Regions from separate parts of the Mus musculus genome. Here region 1 is linked to region 2. The links are chromatin contacts, called in public capture Hi-C maps. All regions are on one chromosome and are shown on one strand. The core of a region is the stretch at or near the end of the contact, and the rest is flanking DNA. Distances in the headings are between cores, read along the strand shown.

Region 1 (4,089 bases), core at 1,066-3,565, 310 kb after region 2:
CCCCACCTGTTCACCGGACAGACTATTTAAATGAGCTGCTGGTACAGAGCACATGCACAGATTAAGTACATCCATTTAATGACAGGGCCTAGGCAATAGGTATAGTTCAGGGCAAGACACTGTGGAAGGCAGCTATGTGCCGACGTATACTCTCTACGATCTGCTCTGCTGACCTGCTGCGACCATAGTAATCGGTGAAAAGACCATCAGGGTTGAGCAGATAGATGGCAATGGAGTGGTCCACAATGTAGTCCTGGTCCTCATCCTTAGGCCCAGCGCTGTAGTATACGCGGTAGTTGCGACTAGCATGGGCCACCTGTTCTGTAGAACCGGTCAGACCTAACAGTCTTGGGTGGAATTCTTGCACATAGCGGGCCATGGCTGCCACGTCATCTCGTTCTGGGTCCACAGTGATGAAGACAGGCTGCACCAGGGGCAGGTCAGGCTCCGCCTCTAGCTTCCGCACCACCTGCACTAGCTTTTCCAGCTCATCGGGGCAAATATCAGGGCAGTGAGTAAAACCGAAGTACATCAGCACCCACTGGCCTCGGAAGTCGGCTTTGCATCGAGGCTGGCCTTTGTGGTCTAGTAGGCTGAAGTCACCCTGGCCCACAGCAGCCTGGCGCAGGGCCTCTGTACGCTGCTGTTGGCGCCACTGTTCCTTCTCAGCCCTCGCGGCCAGCCAGGCCCAGCCTAGCCCAGCCCCAAACAGGGCTGTGATCAGCAGTCTAGTTCTTAGCCCAGGGCCTTGGCGCTGGCCCTGCCCTGCCCAGTGTCGGGAATTTCTATGCAGAGTTTCACCTCCTGAGATCCTGAGGAGGGGTTTGAACTGAGAGAGCTTGGGCCAAGCTTTGGGCCCTAGAGCCAGTAGCATCGTGGACCTGAAGCTCCTGGAAAAGAACAAAGGTGGCAAAAGTCAGAAAAGAATGGACAAGATGTCTAGGCCTCCGCTGCTGGACAAGCATCTGCCCCACATTCAAGCAGGTTATCTAGCTGCCTGCACCGGCTCGTCTCAACTCAGAACTGCTCTGCCGTAAGCTGCATGCAGTCCAGGCAACACCAAAAGTCCATAGCTGGTTTGCTCTAACCTACGTCTTTAACCAGGGAGTCTCAGCCTCATGACCCCAACCTCTGGAGAACCCACGCCACAACTGCCAAGCCTCCCTGTGGATTCTTGGAAGCACCGCGAATATGCTTTGCCTGGGCACTGGGATGCATGTGTCTATTTACAATAAATTGTTCTTTATAGGGAGGCTGTTGATCCTCTGGCTGACCACCTTTAAGAGGTGATCCTTTCTAGCTTTAGGGTCACTTCAGGGTAATCTGGGGCTCAGCAGAAAACAAGTGCCTCCAGCTTGTTTTCTGTAATGTAACACAGCTCAGCCCACTGTGCCTTGAACTGTCTGACCTTCACCTTCCTGGGCAGGCAGACTCCTCTGCACTTAACTGGATGCCGTACCCTGCCCCTCTGCAGTCCCTCAGCCCTGCCATCTCCCTTCATCCTCCCCCCCCCCCCTCTCCCCAGGGAAGGTTGTTACAACTAGCATTTAGAGCCACTGGCATCCAGCCTACTGGGCTCCCCCAGTATGTTGCCCCCGTGTGGCTACAACCTGGATCTCTTATGAGATGGAGGATACGTCCAGGGCACCATCAGCCCTGAGCTAGGACCAGTCCGAGAAGATGGGACTGGCAAATATTCCCAATATGTCCATTTTCTGGGCCTCAGAAGGTCTCTAGCTCATGTGATAAGCTAGATGAAGCAGTAGCAGCAGAGTATGAGGCCACATGTTAACAGCGTCCTCACCCAGTCCCACCCCTTGGGGGAGGACTTGCCCAACTGAACTCACCTGGCTGAGCTGGGTTCGAGACTTAGGGCTGTGCGATGGTCGGTGGGAGGACAAGTTCAGCGAAGGGTGAAGGGACCTTGAAGGGTGCTCGATCTGATAGCACGAGCGCCCCCTGGAGAGTGCGTCGCTGCTGACTGCTGAGCGCAGGGCCGTCTAGGTGCACGCGGAGCCAGGGTGTCCCTGCGCGAGCGACAGAGGCGGTTACCTAGGTCACAGCGGGCGACCGGAAGGGTTGTTTATGGATTCCAGACAGCGCTTACCTCGGGACAAACACTGGCCCACGTCGACCAGTACCTCGGCACCCACTCCCGGTCTGATCGGCTGCCCCGCTCGGCTGCGTCCGGCTCCGAGGTCGTGCAGCACACGGGCCAGCGGCAGCGCTCGGACGCACTCAACAATGCCTAAGGGAGAGGGTGGACACTGAGAACCTACTGGAGGCACGTGCCAGGACCAGGAAAGATCGGGAGAGGAAGTGGGTGGGATCTGGTGCCGTTGATATCCGGTCTCACCGTCTGCCGGTGCGAGCAGCTCCTCTTGCTCTCGGGCGTGAGGCAGCAGCTGCCGGCGTTGCGTGGGGCTCCCGGAGCACAATGCTTTAGCTAGGCCGGGGTCCACGCCCTGCGCCGAAAGCATCAGCTGGAAGCGGCGCCGCGCGGAGCCGTCATCCAACGCCGCGGCCACTCGGGCGGCGCCTTGGTCTTGTGTTTCCGCCTGTCCGCTAATCCAAAGAATGGCGCCTCCTGCTGGCGGGCGGGGTGGAGCTCAGAAGCTGCAGGGATTGAGAGCTCCTGGCATACAAACTGGTGGTCTTAACTCCAGCCCTCTCACCTAGCCTAATGACCAGGTCCCGCAGATCCGGCGGCCCCGCACCATCCAGGCAAAGCAACGCTTCTTCCACCTCCAGGGTATGGCCCACGCTGCGGCCCAGAGGGTTATCCATGGCGGTCAGGGCTGCGGCGACCTTCAGCCCCAGGCTCACTCCCACTCTAACCTGGGGAGGCATTATTCAGTATCCGGCATTATCAAATCCCATACCTGCTGTCCCTGGGTTAAGGTGTCAGTAAAGGCTTAGGTTAGAGATCAGAAACCAACACTGCCAGGCCTCAGAGGGGATGGGGGTGTTCTGGTTGGTTGCCCTAAGTGGCGGGGGTTCTGTGGAGGATTTCCCCAGGTCCGCAGTCAGGACAGCTTTGATTGGATAGGGTAGGAGGGCTGGAAAGAGGAATTGCCGTTTTATTCTTCCAGGACTGTTGAGTGGGCAGAGGCAGGGATAGGACGGAATGTGAGGCTCATGTCCCTTCATAGAAAGGGCACTGTGGCCTAGCACGGCTCACCAACATCTTTGCCAGTTCTCGGGCCTTCTCCTGGTCTGGGAAGACTGCAGCTCCCCCAAACTTAACATCTACCACCAGAGTGGACAGTCCCTCCACGGCCTTCTTACTGAGGATTGAAGCTGCGAAGACCAGAAACATCATCCCAGGGTATACTTGGGCACAGGAAGAGTTGCCTCTCTGAGAAAAGCGGCAGTGCCTAGCGGACTGTCTGTCAGTCAGGGTACCCCGTTTCAGGTCACCTGTAATGAGTGGGACACTGTCCACAGTGGCTGTCACATCTCGTGCAGCATACAGGATCCCATCAGCAGGAACCAGCTTTGCACTCTGGCCGACAATGCAGCAGCCGACTTCCTCAAGGATGTGCAGCATCTGCTCAGACACCTTCATTAACTTCTAGGGACGGACCCACCCACTGGCCCTGACCACTGACCCAACAGAAGTTCAAAACATGGCCAGCGAGAGTCAGTATGGTTCTGATGGCTAACCTACCAAGGATCCCGATTAGTTATGACAGACACATTAATGCGTACCAGCTAATCAGTGGCTTCTCCCTGTTCCCAAGTAACGATCCCGATCAAAGTTCTCTCGATGACTCCAGGCCTATTTACAACCAATGACCTTTTGAATAGTCAATGTTCTCTCTCATTAGTGACCCAGATAAATAACCTGTCCATTGATCATCCTGTGATTCGGGCCAGTGACTCCCTCAACCCAGATCATTGATCAGTTAGTGGCCCACCTGTACCTGCTCTGGGCTCTGGGTGACACCGAACCCAGGAATCGATTCCAGCTTATCCAGTGTGCCCCCTGTGTGTCCCAGACTGCGGCCGCTGATCATTGGCACCTGGTGGAGAGGGATGCTGACTGCCCCCACGCAGGCCCTTAACCTCATTTTACCTATCCTCTAC
Region 2 (4,261 bases), core at 1,066-3,565:
GATACTCCTGACCCTCTCAGGCATCTGGCCGCAGGTTGAAGTGGTCAGTTGTAAACGAAGGCAGTTCACAAATGGGAACAATGGGATGGGGACAGAGAAGCTGCTCATGGCCACTTGTGAGTCTCTCTTCATCACCCCCTACCACAAATAGAAGGTTCATTGATAAGGGTGGAAAGATACATTAGCCAGGCAGTGATGATGCATGCCTTTAATCCCAGCACTTGGGAGGCAGAGGTAGGTAGATTTCTGAGTTTGAAGCCAGCCTGGTCTACAGAGTGAGTTCCAGGACAGCCAGGGATAGGGATACACAGAGAAACCCTGTCTCAAAAACAAAACAAAAAGATACATTAATTCAATTAATCAGGACTATGTTCATTTAGCAAGATAATAGTAATGGGTTATCCCATAGAGCCCGTGACCCATCTAGCCATAGATTCTTGGCCCAGCAATGTGGGATCACCTTGTGAAGTAGGACTTAAGTCAATCACAAATGGTTGGCTGCTCCCATGATGTTTATGGCACTATTGCTTCGGTGGGATACTAGAGCGGTTGTCGTCACAGACTGCAGGATTCACAGCTTGGTAAGACTGTGTGAAAGGTAGCCAGGAGCACTGCAGCTTCCAGGTCAGTACTTGCTTAGTTTCTCCATGTCCCATGACTCCAGTATGCGGTATAGTCAGCAACAGAGTCTCACTATCAAGTTCGAGGGCAGCCAAGAACAGTGGTAGTAGCCTGTAATATTGGGACCTAGGGAAATTCAGTGGCCAACGACTAAACAACCAGTTCCTGGTACTGGGCTTTTTATTTATTAGCCTCTGGTGTCTAGCAGGGGCATTGTTGCCTCATTACTGGGCAACTCTATTTAAACGTTTATTTTTGTCTTTATTATTGATTTATGTATATGGGTATTGCACCTGCATGTATGTCTGTACCTCAAGAGCGCAGTGCCTGCAGGGGCCAGAAGGATCCAAGCAGACTGTTGCAAGTGACCAGAGGTATTGGGAAAAAGTCCATGGAACTGGGTTCAATTACCAGCATCCATATAGTGGCTTATAATACCTGTAACCCCAGCCCTGGGGAGTTCTAGCCTCCATGGCCACTGCATGCTGGTGGTACACCCATATATAGTTTTTTAAAAGAATATAACTCTCCACCCAGAGTGGATGGATAGAGCCTTTGAAGAGGCATGCACAAATAGATAACAAAGGAGACAACATTTGCGGGTGGGGTGCGGGGGGGTAAGGGAGACCTGCAGGTCAGAGAAAACCAACCTGCTGAGAAGGGGTCAGTGTGCGAAAGCTCTAGGAATCCAAAGGAAAACAAAAAATATAGGGTTCTGAAGGTGGGATGATGGAGTGAACAGCATAACCCTTCTGAGAGGCCAGGGAGGGTGCAGGAAGGACTGCCTTGGGAAGCCTGGGGTGAGGGCTTGCCAGCGCAGCCAGGAATCCTAGGCATGGGGAGTGAATGGCTGCTCACCACCCGCAGGGAGTAAGGTGAAGAAGGTAATGTCTGTGGGAGCAAGAATGCACCAGGAGGAGTCAGGCCTCACGGGACAGCAGTCCCTCCAGGTTTTGCTTCGGTCGGAGGAGATGTTTCCAGATAGCTTATGGATACTGAAGGAAGTTACTACTCCAGACATACACAGGAAAGGCTATGATGGAGAGATACTGAGCCAAGGAATCTTGCAGGAGGCCACGGTCACAAAAGTTTGTGTACAGTAGCTCCTGGGAGGAGAGAACATGTGGGTAGCCCAGAGAGGTCAGGTGACAATCCTAGAAGCCCCCACACCCTGGCCCAGCTCCACGGATGCCGACAGTGGGTGAAGCAGTGAAGATGCTAGGTACAAGCATATCCGCACTGGCTGGCGTCCCATCACAGCGTGTAAAGGGGCGCCCCTGGGTCCGGGACATGGCTGCAGTGAAGAGGCATCCAGGAGCTTTGGAGAGGACGCCCCACGGCATTTTTGTGCAGGCACTAACCTGGGAAAGAGGGTTCGGGCTTCCTTGCCCTTGCCTGCAACAGCTCACACGGCAGCCTCTGCGCCTGTGTGAAGACCAGGTCCGAGTGAGGAGCAAGAGAGCTGAGGTGTAGAACTAGAACCCTTTGGCTACCAGACACGATCTAACCCCAGAGCGGGCGATCCGCCTCTTTCTGTGCACAGGGCTATGGGGGACCAGGGCTTGGCCCAACCCTGATGCAAGGGGATGGTCAATATGAACTCGGTTCGTTTCATTTAAAAAAAAAAATTTTTTTTTTCTGCAAGTCATCGCCAACGCCGCAGCTACGTGGAGGGTGGGGGGGCTGGGGGCGGAGCCACGCCGCGGAGTTGCCGCAGGTAAACAGCCCCCCTCCCCGGCGGGAGCGGGCCGCGCGGCCCAGGCAGGAGAGCCGCCGCCGCCCCCGGGAGGGACGCAGGGCGCGGGCCGGCTACAGCGCACGGCGGGGGCGGCGGCGGCCCGGCGCCCTGGCAGCTCGACCCCTCTCGCGGGGCGGCAGACCCCCGAGCCCCGCCGCATCCCCGCTGACATCCCTCTTCCAGCGCTCCGCGCCCCCCCCCCCCACCGTGACCTCGGTCTCCGTCGCCCCCCGCCGCCCTCTCTGGCGCGCGGCCCCGCCCGCGCCCCCCGCCCGTACCCCGCCGGGCCGCGCCCCCGCCCCCCATGCACCACCTCCTGGAGCAGTCGGCGGACATGGCGACCGCGCTGCTGGCGGGCGAGAAGCTGAGGGAGCTGATCCTGCCTGGCTCGCAGGACGACAAGGCGGGCGCGCTGGCCGCGCTGCTGCTGCAGCTCAAGCTGGAACTGCCGTTCGACCGCGTGGTCACCATCGGCACCGTGCTGGTACCCATCCTGCTGGTCACCCTGGTCTTCACCAAGAACTTCGCAGGTGAGGCAGGGCGCGCGTCCGCAGGTGTTTAGCGCCCAGCGCTCCGAGCGCGCTGGCTCTCAGCGCCAGGCAGCCAGCGCCAGCTAGACCGCACCCACCTGGCCAGCCGCTGAGCCATTGCCCGCAGGTCTCATCACAGACCTTGGGCACCACCTCAGTCTGGCATGAGGGGTTGAGACAGGGCCGCCTGAGACATCTCCTCTGTTTTATTGTTGTTTGGCCTTCCATTCCTTCAGCCTCAAGCCGTGAGGAGAGTAGGCCTGTCCTACACTTGCTGGCCCCCGGGATGAATGGGATGTGGGGTCTGAGTTGTAGCATGTCACGTCACGGGTGGTGGGGGTAGGGAGGGCTGAGGCTTGGAGGAATAGCCAGATGAGGACCAGAGAAGGATGAGTGTTGAGGGCATTGCTCAGGGATAAGTGAAAAAAATCCCATGATGCTGCATGGGGTTCTTGGGGCTGACAGTGTAGGAAAAGTGAGGGTACTCCCGAGGAACTCTGAAACATCCCTTTCCAAAGCTCTTCTATAGAGGAGGCCAGACAGAGGCTGGCCCCGGAGGGCATCAAGCAATAATGGCCCAAGAAGCCACCCTTGACTGGCAAAGGCAGTGTAGGTAGAGGGTAGGGCAGGTCACTGAAGAGTGAGCAGGTTAAGGAGCTGACGTGTTAGGTGAGTAGAACTGGGCCTGCTCTATGAGGGAGCCTGTGGGTGCGCCTGCGGTTGTACACAGGAGAGTACACATGTAGAGTGGGCCCTGCCTAAGGTGACAGGCTGAGGCACTAGGGAGCTGGCTTCTGGTGACACACCGAGATGGGGAATAGCATCCCCACTGGAGCCGAGCTGAGGCAGACTCAGGTATCCATAGCCACAAATCAAATTGGTGGCCAGAGATGCCAGCTTCATAGCAGGAAGAAGACTGTCGGGGCTCCAGAGTTCCTCTGGAGGTGCAGGTCGCTCTGCCCTCTGCAGCTACTGGGCAACGAGAACAGGTATTTCGATACCCGCTTCTTCACCACCATCCACAGGTGCCTCCCCTTACAGGAAACTCCAGGACCTAGTGATGTCCAACCTGAGCTGAGGGCAGGCATCCTTCAGACTATTTAAGGCCACGCCAAAGGTGGAGGAAGTTCTCCTGGTCTCCATCCTTGAACACCAGAGTCCCTGACACTCAGGCACACCCAGGTGTGTGTATAAAGGGGGCCTTTGGCCATGTTGATCACAGTACCAGCAACGGGGTGGCTGCCTTACAACCGACGTGTACCTTACAGTTCCAGGAGCCAGAAGTCCAAACTCCAGGTATAGGGAGGGCTGAGTTCTCTCCAAAGCCCTTTCTTCCTGATGAGTGGTACCTATAGACTTTCCCTGGTATTCC

The links. Capture Hi-C pulls out chosen DNA fragments and counts their contacts.
Region 1: a contact with region 2 is called in a capture Hi-C map of macrophages, with 6 times the contacts expected there. The contact joins the promoter of Sco2 here to the promoter of Panx2 in region 2. A contact is called at or near these places in 4 of 39 promoter capture datasets (the C10 cell line, cranial neural crest and pre-B cells), 2 of 115 datasets of contacts at active chromatin or transcription factors (both in bone marrow-derived macrophages) and 4 of 9 other capture datasets (adipose tissue, liver, macrophages and 1 more).

Annotation. Positions count from the first base shown.
Region 1 is chr15:89,371,576-89,375,664 of GRCm38.p6, forward strand. Sco2 (SCO2 cytochrome c oxidase assembly protein) reads right to left here and starts at 2,316. Exons shown (of 3, transcript NM_001111288.2): 1 at 2,108-2,316; 2 at 1,848-2,027; 3 at 55-890. The coding sequence starts at 874. The coding sequence ends at 107. Ncaph2 (non-SMC condensin II complex, subunit H2) reads left to right here. Exons shown (of 20, transcript NM_001115132.2): 20 at 1-1,275. Tymp (thymidine phosphorylase) reads right to left here. Exons shown (of 11, transcript NM_138302.2): 4 at 3,927-4,025; 5 at 3,421-3,550; 6 at 3,182-3,300; 7 at 2,676-2,838; 8 at 2,357-2,587; 9 at 2,108-2,248; 10 at 1,848-2,027; 11 at 56-890. The coding sequence ends at 1,870.
Region 2 is chr15:89,057,411-89,061,671 of GRCm38.p6, forward strand. Panx2 (pannexin 2) reads left to right here and starts at 2,316. Exons shown (of 3, transcript NM_001002005.2): 1 at 2,316-2,889. The coding sequence starts at 2,664.